Regions from separate parts of the Scylla paramamosain genome. Here region 1 is linked to region 2. A link is a contact called in public Hi-C data. All regions are on one chromosome and are shown on one strand. Each heading gives the region's core, a stretch centred on a gene start, on an enhancer-like site or on the middle of the called end of the contact. The rest is flanking DNA. Distances are from core to core; before and after follow the strand shown. Region 1 overlaps LOC135089659 (ras-specific guanine nucleotide-releasing factor RalGPS1-like). Region 2 holds the start of LOC135089659 (ras-specific guanine nucleotide-releasing factor RalGPS1-like).

Region 1 (5,524 bases), core at 2,488-4,987, 82 kb after region 2:
AACGTGGGAACTGTGTTTACGGATCCTGGTTGACCGTGTATCAGGCAGCCTGATCTACTCTCTTGCTATTGACTACGTTTTCTAAAAGATTTACAAAGCTTTAATAGAAGTGTGTGTGTGTGTGTGTGTGTGTGTGTGTGTGTGTGTGTGTGTGTGTGTGTGTGTGTGTGTGTGTGTGTGTGTGTGTGTGTCAGGATTGTACTCTCGGATTTTTCGGCGTCTTATCTCGACATTTTTAATAAACTGTAGTGGAAGTTGTTGACATTAAATGATAATGATGATGATAATAATAATAATAATAATAATAATGATAATAATAATAATAATAATAACAATAGGTAATAATAATTGTTGTAATAACAACAATTATACTCTATTAATGGGAAAATCCGTTTGAAATATAGCTCCTATGAGAACCCAAAGTGCTTAATATAGGTGCTCTCTCTCTCTCTCTCTCTCTCTCTCTCTCTCTCTCTCTCTCTCTCTCTCTCTCTCTCTCTCTCTCTCTCTCTCTGAAGTTGGAAGCCGCAGACAAAGCAGCACAGATGTGAAACCCGTGAAGTGTGGAGGGCTTGTGCAGGTGTTGCTAAATCTCATTTCAACAAACTGGAAATATTGGGAAGATTTTTGTTTTTGTAAGACAGCATCTTCCATTATATTATCTTGGTATTTCTGGGATTTGGAAATGAACCAGGAAACACACAACTGTGAAGACTTCAAGGCAGACAATAAAATACTCTGGAATTTATATTTTTCTTGAGAATAAAATGTTGTTGTTTTTTTCTTTTTTTTTAGGATAAAATGCTTTGGATTTTTTTTTTTCCTTTTTTTTTTGTCTTCATAAATATTATGCATCATTGAGGTAATGAGAAGTGTCAGTGTATACACCTATGTATGTACTTGTACTTTATGAATATATACACTTACAGGATGCGCATATTATTCACACTACATATACAGTATAGTTTATATATATATATATATATATATATATATATATATATATATATATATATATATATATATATATATATATATATATATATATATATATATATATATATACACAATATGGAGGAAGAAATATTACTCTTGACATGACATAACATCATAAAATAAAAGTGAAATCTGAAGCCTCCTGTGGAGTCTCTCTCTCTCTCTCTCTCTCTCTCTCTCTCTCTCTCTCTCTCTCTCTCTCTCTCTCTCTCTCTCTCTCTCTCTCTCTCTCTCTCTCTCTCTCTCTCTCTCTCTCTCTCTCTCTCTCTCTCTCTCTCACTTCATACTTGTGATGGGTTATATTTTAGGTCTGGTATATTATCTCCCTTAAGATTCTCTCTCTCTCTCTCTCTCTCTCTCTCTCTCTCTCTCTCTCTCTCTCTCTCTCTCTCTCTCTCTCTCTCTCTCTCTCTCTCTCTCTCTCTCTCTCTCTCTCTCTCTCTCTCTCTCTCTCTCTCTCTCTCTCTCTCTCATTTTCCCATAGACTTAAAGAGGTTTGTCCCTGGAAAAAAAATTCTAAAGATATTGTGAATAACATTTTTTTCATGTCACACACACACACACACACACACACACACACACACACACACACACACACACACACACACACACACACACACACACACACACACACACACACACACACACACACACACACACACACACACACACATGTCTTTCTTGATAGTTACCATTGCTGTGTACCTTTTGAGGGTTTAATTTTTAAATGCAAATTCTGCATTCATATAAATCAGCACAAAAGGTGAAACAGTCTTTCTCATAACTTTGAAAATTTGGAATTCAAGCATTCATAAATTGGGATCTGCTTGTACATATAGTTTTACATACATATATTTATTATATTAGTTTGTTCTTGTACTAGTCACATTTAAATAACCATATCAGTACAATCCATTGTCAATTAAATATGTAGCTTTTCCCTACTGTGCTATTCTGATGTAGGTTTTTCTTTGCTGTTGTGTAATACTGTAGCCTCCCATACACTCTACAGCACCTTATATTTGCTACACCTTTGTATCTCCCAGCTGTATCATCTTATTAGTGCACCATCCTGTATTGCCTTTAGTACAACGTCTTGTGTACTCCATTGCAGGATTGATGGTGAGCCCATGTCAGTGGTGGGACCAAGGGCAGCGAAAGCATCATTCTCGTGCACGAAGATGAGGTACTCCGAGATGCCTAGAGACATATCCTGTGATAGCCTTGCTGCCCTCCGCATCAATGAGGTGAGAGAACCAGTGCCATCCTTCCTGTCTCATCACCACCCCTTACCCCACGTGTTGATGTTCAGAAGCAGTGCTTGTATTGCTAATCATTATGTAGTGTTTGATGTCCTAACTCAACAGCAGTACACACACACACACACACACACACACACACACACACACACACACACACACACACACACACACACACACACACACACACACACACACACACACACACACATTTTTGGAACTGAGCTTAGCTTGATTTACACACTGGGTTTGATTGACATTGAAATCATACATATTGCAGTAAAGAAATGTTTCTGTTGTCATTGTCAGTTCTGTGGCATGTGTAGTACTTGACCATTTTTTAGGACTTTCTCCAGCCTTCCTCATGGCCTTCTCTCCTGCTAATGGCAGACTATTCTCTGGTCTGTCATGAGCTGAAAAGCTCAGAAAATTTTCTTTCATGTTGACTTAATAAATGTGTGATGAATGTTTTGTATTGTCTTATTAATGCAGTTTTAACAGCTGAGAAACAAACCCTTTTGTATTTGAGTCCCCTCATATATACATACATTACATTGAAGTTTTTGTTATTCAGAAATTTCAATCAGAATTCAGTCTTTCATAATCATGATTTCATTATTTCATATTTCATTATAAATGAAATGTACAAACATAGTGCAAGATTTCATCTGGCACAGACTTAATGAAGCATTAAAAAATAATAGTCTTTACAGATGTTTTACCAACACTCCCATTAGAGACCTTCTGTCTGAATCATCGTGCCATACACACAGAGCAATTAGTGTTTATGTGAGAACAGTGTAAAAATCTCATTAAAGGTGCGATCATGTAGGTACAAAGAGGCACAGACTGAGAGGCATATATATGACAGCCATTAAAGGAGAGCTATGAAACTATTTTCATAGACAGTTCATTCTAAGATGAACAACCTAGTTATGCATTGCAAATATCTATTCTTATTTTCATGTTATTTTCAAACAAAACTAAATTTGCAAAATTTCTTTAGTGCTTTGAGGTTATAATGAATGTTAGTTACATCAGTATTAATGATTGGATGTCACCACTTGTGGTATTAGATCATTTGCCCATTCCAGCTGCTAGCTGGTCTCTTCCAGAAGTGAAGGTTGGTGTCCTCCACAACTCCATTATACCATTGTATTCTTTCACTGTCTACAAGATTCTACCTCAGGGTGGTGCTGAGCTAGGGACCTGCTCCTCCTTGTCCTTTTTTCCTATTCTTGAAATGGTAATAAGGATTTACACATGTGGTGTAAATTACCCTCTTAAAGACAGTTCATTATCCATGGATAAATGCAATGGATACTGTGCTCAACTGTGGAGAAGTTCAGTTGTGAAGATCAGTTAGAGCTGCCTGCCTTGTGTGGTAGTCTTGTTTGTAACTCTTGGGGATATTTATGCCTCATAATGTTTTCCAGTTGACAGTAAACCCCTAGTTTGCATGAGCATTTTGAAGGCCTGTTATGTAAAGTGGAGCAATCTACAACACCCTACTCATGGTGGATCTGGATGTGGGTAGCTGCAGTGTAAGATGGTGACTGGTATGAAAACTGTTGGCTTTGATTTAAGGACATTTAGATGTTGTCTCAGTGCTACTAACAACTGAGCACCAGTTGTTGCTGAAATAGCCACAACAACTGTTATCTAGACTTACAATCACAATTGTCCCAATATGTTTCTTAGCTGTCCTTGTGTAGGGTGATCAGTTGCTGCCCTTTGGAACCCTTTCACAACCAGTGCTTTGAGGGTAGTTTTTAGGAAGAGGCAACACACATATAGAGTATAATAGAATGCTGACATTAGTAGATTGAAGTGTTGGTGTAAAGAAAAAAACTTTGTTATTCTCAGTACCTCTCATATGTAATCTCAGTCCATGCCACTTATAGTCCTGCCATTCCTTTTTCATAATATTTCTTGCATTCTCTTCTAATCTCTTCAAGAGAGGAGGAGGTTTATCTGTTCACCCTTAAATAAGAAACATCTCCATTCTCTTATTTCTTATTTTTTATGAATTCTGATACAGCCTTCATCTCCTGTAAGAGAAAATGAAGGGTGTATTCAGTGTTGTGAAATTGAAAACTTTTCTTTTAATAGCATTACTTACTAATACTTATAATGGTGGGACAGCAAGACATTTTCACAGATATGCTGATTACATAGATTCTACATTCTGAGCTTATACCATTAACAAACAACAAATAAACTCTTGTCATACTCTGCATCTTACAGTGGCTGCAAAAAAAAATGCTCACATGGTTTTTAAGGGAATTAAAACAGATAAACTTAACTGGTATGAACTTTTACTGGAGGTATATTTATACATTCCATTACCTTTATTATTTGGTCATGTTGATTATCCCTTTGGGAAGTATTTGACCAAGAATAATTTTATTTGAATTCTCACTGCACATGTCTGCCATATTTTATCCATATCCTAGTGTGGCTACTGAGGAACTTAGCTAGGCAGATGGTAGGAACAGCAGACTGAATCACCCCAAATCCTGATGAATGGTGTGTGAGAGCCTTTTTGGTATCAGCTGGGACTGCAGTTCTTGGTAGATGCATTTCAGTGGTTCAGTTGCGTTATTCATTTGTACTAATAATAATCAGACACTTATCATGTTTAACTTTCTTGGAAGCCAGTATAATTAGTTAGAAGAAGCTTTAATCTCAGTGCATGTGGAAATGGATGGTAAAATAGTGTTTCCTACATTATATGTGTTTGAGGTCTTGACGTTACAGTGTTGGCTTCGTGTGATTAGTGATCCTAAATGATATTGTAATTAACATAATGCATATCTAATGTCACTACTTCATTTTAGTTGTTACATGAATTTATCCCAACTTAAATTGCAGTAAACATATTTACAACAAGTATTACAAAGATCACATGTCTTATTACAACTTTGGACAGAGTGATCACTTTCTTGGGAAAAAAATTCCACACTTTGCCACTAATTCTACATGCTTAAAGAAGCATGAACTCATAGCAGATATCTATGTCGACCCACAACTCCTTCCATTTCTCTTACAAGTCCTTGTTATTGCTGGATCTCATCTCACACTTTTTTTTCCAGCAATGTAATGATCTCATTGCCATATCTATGAAGTGTGGTTGCTTATTCTTCAGTATAGAAGCTGTTACAGTTTGATCAAGGATTACCTCATGCTTGAAGATCCTGTTTTGCCCTGGTGTAGTTATCCAAGGTACACCAGAGCCCTGATTTTCTTCAGTGTCACACTGGGTGGCA
Region 2 (6,171 bases), core at 3,184-5,683:
CCATAGGTAGTGTGCTGCTCGCGGATACTAAATTTATTGTGCTTTTTTTCCACGAGCTTCATCCGCATATGATAGGTGAGAGGGGCTGCTTGTAAACCTGGTACACAACGTCACGAGTGCTGGCCGAGTACTAACCACACAGAGCGGAGAGAATACTTATGAGTGCCCTGCCCCCGACACCAGGCAGAACAGACCACCCGGGGAAAGAAGCCATACCCCACCACCTTCCCACACACTCTCTCTCTCTCTCTCTCTCTCTCTCTCTCTCTCTCTCTCTCTCTCTCTCTCTCTCTCCTACACTAACATTTCACGTCCTTCATCTCTTCGTCATGTCCTTCATTAGTATCAAAAGCACTCCCCTAACAGACTCACACAGTTCCTTATACCCAACTCTTGTTCCTGCCACTTGTTCCGGGCTCGCAGCAAACGGTAATAGGACAGAGAGCACGTGTCCTTAGAGGGGGCTAGAGGAAGAGAAGTATAGAGGCACACTCGCTAATACTGTTATACTCATGCTAGGGATTGTTAGCTTGTTAATGCCTGTATTTGTTGAACTACTACCGCAAACACCACCATTACCACCACCACCACCACCATCGTTACAACTACTACTACCACCACCACTACTACTACTACTACTACTACTACTACTACTACTACTACTACTATTACTACTACTACTACTACTACTAATATTGTCACCAGCACTGCCACTACAGGAAAAGAAAAATTGAATAAGGAAATACAAAGTAAATTTCCCGTAATATTAATATATGCATTTAAAACCTATATTATTTCAACAATAATATAATTGCGTCCTTGAGAGAGAGAGAGAGAGAGAGAGAGAGAGAGAGAGAGAGAGAGAGAGAGACTTATTAATATTAATATTTACTGTACCATGATCCTTCATATTCCGAAAAAAAAAAAAAAGAAAGGCATGATATGTAGATGAAAATCATGTCACTCTGAAATGTCCCTCAAAGTGAGGCTTCGGAACATCTGCCGTTTCAGAACGTACGTTGAAGCTTCATGAGTGACTACCATTATTAGAAATGTCGCATAAAAAATCTTTTTTCCAAAGTTTCGTATCGTTTTTTTTTTTTTTTTTTTTTAGTCACCGTGTCTTGGTTTACCTGAAGAGACTACCAAAAAATAGATAATCAGTCAGTTAAAAACTTGGATCACAGAAACTCCAAATTCCTTTTCTAGATGGAACATATATACTTAGCCATTTAGAACGGAATATATTCAGCTTTTCAACTCAAATTCGAATTTTAGAATGTCGCAATAAATTCTACCGTTGCTCCTCCTTGAGATGAGTTTTGGAAAAGGAAGGTGTGGTGGACAAGACAGGCTGGGATACAGATACTGTGATTTATGCTGATAGCGAAGATGCAGAACATTTTCTCTCTCTCTCTCTCTCTCTCTCTCTCTCTCTCTCTCTCTCTCTCTCTCTCTCTCTCTCTCTCTCTCTCTCTCTCTCTCAATCGTGTGTGTGTGTGTGTGTGTGTGTGTGTGTGTGCATTCATCTCACACAATTGCCAGGTGTCTGTGTTAAAGGCTTCATTATAACTGTGTAACACCAATACCGTTCGCCGCGACGCTGCATGCCTTCTTAACACACACACACACACACACACACACACACACACACTCAGTATTCAGCCAACGCTGTTGCTTGTCGTATCTGAGACTAACGTGAAATCACCCTGCTGCACTGACTCGGCGTCACTTCCGCGTTGGAAGACCCAGCAGGAAGATAATTCTCTTAAGTGTGATGACGTCATGCGTCCTAATATCTACACTGACAGCTCTCTTTACGCACTGAAGGGCAACTGTCCTTTACACGGATGACTCATGTCCTCACAGGCCGCCCTGGCGGGAGCTCCGTCCTGATGCAGGATGGTGGGGATAACTCTTGCTCGCGTCCACCACCGCCCTCCTCACCCGGTTATACTCGTTCATCCGCATAGGATTATCAAGGATCTCTTTCCACATTGAACCGCAGCAGTCCCGAATGTCATATTGGCATTAATACTTTAATCAATATTAATACAAGTATTGAGAATGGTTGCATTCGTATTTAGTTTGAATATATTGACATTTACGTTATTATTAATATTGATATCAGTATTATGTTTATTCTCACTCAATCCTTCAAAACTTCATAAGTAGCCAGGGAGGAAGATTCTCAGCTGGATTTCTTTCCATGTCAGACTTTGAGGGGAAAGAGTGAGCTGGGCAGACCAGCAGGTTACCAAGACGGCCCTTTCACTGTCGAGCATCACGGCACCAGCAAAGAAGATAACTAGAGGAGGCTGCAGGAAAGTGGCCAAAACTTAGTCTCAACATTCCTTGCAGGAAGGCTCCTATCCTCCATTTGGCATCTGTTAGATGCTCGAGTTGAAGCGAGTTATTCTGCAAATTGCATACATTTTTACACTCAGTTGTGGATGTATTATGGAGTTCACTTCTGACACATATAAAGTTATAGAATGACAAACATTAACGCACTACACCCACACCAGCAAAGAGTCTTCCCAGATGTCTCTGAAATGATAAAACACAACAAGCGGCCTGTAATGGGGCTTCAATAAGTAAGCCGCCACCTGATATGGGATATTGTGAAACTATGAAGGGACATACCGTGATCTACACAAACACACACACACACACACACACACACACACACACACACACGGTGAATTACTTTTTAGGAAGAATGTTTTGCAAACAGTCATGTTATTTACATAAAGTTTGTTTTACTCAAATGCAAGAGCAGCAGCAACCACAGTAACGGTTACGACAGCAGCAAGAGGAGAGAAAGCAACAGCAGCTACTGCAGCAGCAAAACATCAACATCAACAACAACAACAACAACAACAACAACAACAACAACAACAACAACAACAACAACAACAACAGCAACATCAACAACACAAATTACTATCAGCGGTATCAACAGCAGGTTCTAATAATTTTGTCCTCGCTGGGTGGTTTGAAATTTCTTATCTGCTTTCCTTTAGCCTCGTCATCAAGTGTGGTTTAGTGTGGCAGGAGAGTGCAGTTCCAGCTATGTTAAGGTGTTACATCTACATATAGTGCCAGCATGTCCTAATGTTGTATACACATATGTGGCATTAAAAGGGTACGTGTGTGTGTGTGTGTGTGTGTGTGTGTGTGTAAAAGTTACATGTGATAAGAATAGGAATGTCAGTGAATCTTGCTTTTGAAGTGTCACACATGTTGATACATTTCCAACCTTGATCATCTGTTAATAAATCAATAGATAAGTTAATAGGTAAATAAAATTACGCTAAAGGAGATGAGCAAAGTGTGTCTGTTTCTGTCACGTGCCGTCCAGCAGGAGCCTGGCGGTATCCCTGGATCTGCGTCCGATGCACGCCGGCGCTCGGGGTGGGATGTGGTGGGATGCAGCCATGCACTAACTATTCACAAGGTGTTCTTGTATACTGTCTCACCTTATGACAGTGAGGGTATTTAAGCTGGAAGGCAGACTGGATGTAATTGGGTGGCAGGCGGGCATTGCTCACGCAGCCAAGCCCACACCCTTCTTCCCTGTCTTCCCGTTTTTGCTCCGCCCCGCGCTGCAACGCAACCTTGTCAGCTGTTCCTTGTCCAGCTGCTTTGCGCGCGGCACGCTACACCTAATCCCTTCATGCAGTGCTTATCAGTAAGCCACCACTACAAACCATGGGCAAACAAATACAATGAAGTATTCTACTCAAGCAAAGAAAACAGAAGTATATAATTTAGATTTTCATTTAGTCGATTAATTAATTATTTTTTTTTTTACTATTTATTTATTTCAATAGTTTATCTTAATTAAATAAAGTGAACGCCTTAAAACGTGATATTGTAACAAGATTCTCTCTCTCTCTCTCTCTCTCTCTCTCTCTCTCTCTCTCTCTCTCTCTCTCTCTCTCTCTCTCTACCTAACCTCCCACCCCTCCTGTCCTGCAGTGAACCCAAGCATGATGATGATGATGATGGTACATCTAACCGCTTGTAGATCGAAAATATCTGGAACATCTTGGCATTTCAAGCGAATTAATTACGCACAAGGCAGCTCAGTGGACCTCCTTGTTTTGCTATATAAGCATGTATATCGTAGGTTCATATACCTAGGATTTTATTGATCTTTACGTCATTGTCTGGAGCGTGAGTGGCGTGGATGACATCATCAGTGACGTCATGATTTCTGCTTAGCGAGGCTCCGCCATGCAGTGGAAATTATGCACGAATCAAATTTGCTGCAATTTTTCTGTTACAATTTTTTAATTATGTTTATATATGAATATTAACTAAAGTAACCCACATGATACAAAATAGAGCCTTTTTTTTCTGAAATAGTATGTAAGAAAGAGGAGCACTGGCACCTCACGCTTGGATGTTGTTGTCTAGCGGTCGACCAATGAGCGTCAGTTGTGTCTAGTGTGCCGGACAGTAGAGGTGTACACCGCTCTCTTCGAGGTGGTTGTCATTGACAGTGGTGTTGATTCAGTTTATTCGTGGATTCCTTGGATAGGCGTTGTCTTGGAACACAGGATTGTCGCCGAGAGACAGCAAGGCAGCAGGTATGTAGAGAACACAGCGGGAAACACCTCAGAGAGGCGAGTGGCAGCTGCTACTGATACACGGCGGCCAACGTTTGCAGGGATGCGTTTTTTTTCTCTCTCTCCTTCTCCATACCATTGTTTGAATCGTGCTGATGCCAGGCTTGCAGTGTGGGCTGAGTGGTGAGTGACAACTTGGAGTTGCCCTGGTGAGATAGTTCAGGGGTGATGAACTGGCGATGAGCACCAGGCTATATAGTACTGCCGCCGCGGTGGTGGTTGGGGAGGGTCGCGGCGCCAGGCCCTCTTTGCCCTCACATCAGTTGGCGCTTCCTCCAGCCACACTCAGATGTGTTGGGATACGCTGCTGGCGCCAGGTGTGCCCAACACTAACCTCTTAGGTCCCTTAGGTCCTGGTGAAGATCCCACATGGCGTTAGGCCTATCAGACAGGGTGTGGAGGGCGGGGCGGGTCGAGGCGATGACTGCTGGGTTCCTTTTTTTGTGTTCCCGCCGCCACGTGGGGGTGGCTAAGGAGCGGTGTTCAGGCAGATAAACTGACTGACTGGACGCCCGTATGTAGGTGACAGTATACGTATATAATGCCATCTAAGTTGTCAGTTTCGTTTGGACCTGCGTCGATTCAGTAAGATAAATTCCTGCTGTTTTGCGAAGAGTTGTAGGTTATAGGTGATTTTTACGTATTTTCGTGTTAATGTATATGGTATGAGCTAAACCAGGCTTTCAAGTCGTATGTGATATTTTGATGTGTTTGTAAAGGATTTTTATTAAATGATCTGTTTGCTTAGTTATTAAGGTGTAGAGGGAAGGAAATGCTGAATGTGACATTCATTCATCTTGCTGAGGAGCCTCAGTTTCATCTGCGCCCTAGGAATTGATGGAATGAACCAGTTCATCATCTCTCTTTCATGAAAATAAAAACATCGATGGCAGTGATTTGCTGAGTTGTAACAAAAGTTTGCCTTACGGTGTAGTGTAGGATTACCGACGTACCGCGCCGTGTATGGTTTCTTGAGGACGCTTAAGCAACATTGTCTTCCTGAAGTAATAATGTGTTTACTTGATTGTGGATTGATGATTATGTGGCTTATACAACATGTAGCTTGTTTATTAGTCATTGTAATGAAAAAAAGTGACATTTTTATGAGCTCTTAACAGCTTAAGGACAGGCCTTGGTAGCCCTGGCTGTGTGCTGCACTACAGCATTGGTCTTCCCCCACCCTCGTCCCCCCTCGCTTCGCTCACCACCCGCCAGTGTTCCGGGTTCGCCTGCAGGCAAGACGACCCAACTTGTTTGCTTACATTGACGAGTGCTTTTCTTTTTTTCTGGGAAGCAGCCCGATCTGTTTACTGCACTCTCATGGGTGCCAATTGTGACTGACTGCGATAGTGTTGGATCTGTATGATAACATGCACTTAGAACATTAATTACATTTATTTCCTTTATAGCCAGTTGTACTTAAATAGTAATTTAAAAGCGATGCTGCCTTGTCAGTGTATAAGATGTAACGGAGTAATAAGTGCAGATTTCAACGGTTTTGTTTCCTTTAATGATAATTTACATTAATTAAGAA

What was found. Hi-C and Micro-C count contacts between places; a contact is called where the count stands out from the background.
Region 1: a Hi-C map of muscle shows a contact between it and region 2, with 2.9 times the contacts expected there. The contact joins the enhancer-like site here to the promoter of LOC135089659 in region 2. A contact is called at or near these places in 2 of 2 Hi-C or Micro-C datasets (muscle and testis).

Annotation. Positions count from the first base shown.
Region 1 is chr3:6,379,149-6,384,672 of ASM3559412v1, forward strand. LOC135089659 (ras-specific guanine nucleotide-releasing factor RalGPS1-like) reads left to right here. Exons shown (of 16, transcript XM_063985547.1): 3 at 2,111-2,243. The coding sequence starts at 2,127. Among protein-coding and RNA genes, the nearest start is that of LOC135089636, 29 kb to the right of the region's middle. Within about 2 kb of position 3,738, the one cell type or tissue checked has an H3K27ac peak away from gene starts, as active enhancers do.
Region 2 is chr3:6,296,851-6,303,021 of ASM3559412v1, forward strand. It overlaps LOC135089659 (ras-specific guanine nucleotide-releasing factor RalGPS1-like), which reads left to right and starts at 4,434. Exons shown (of 16, transcript XM_063985547.1): 1 at 4,434-4,598. LOC135089633 (a long non-coding RNA gene) reads right to left here and starts at 749. Exons shown (of 3, transcript XR_010261565.1): 1 at 1-749.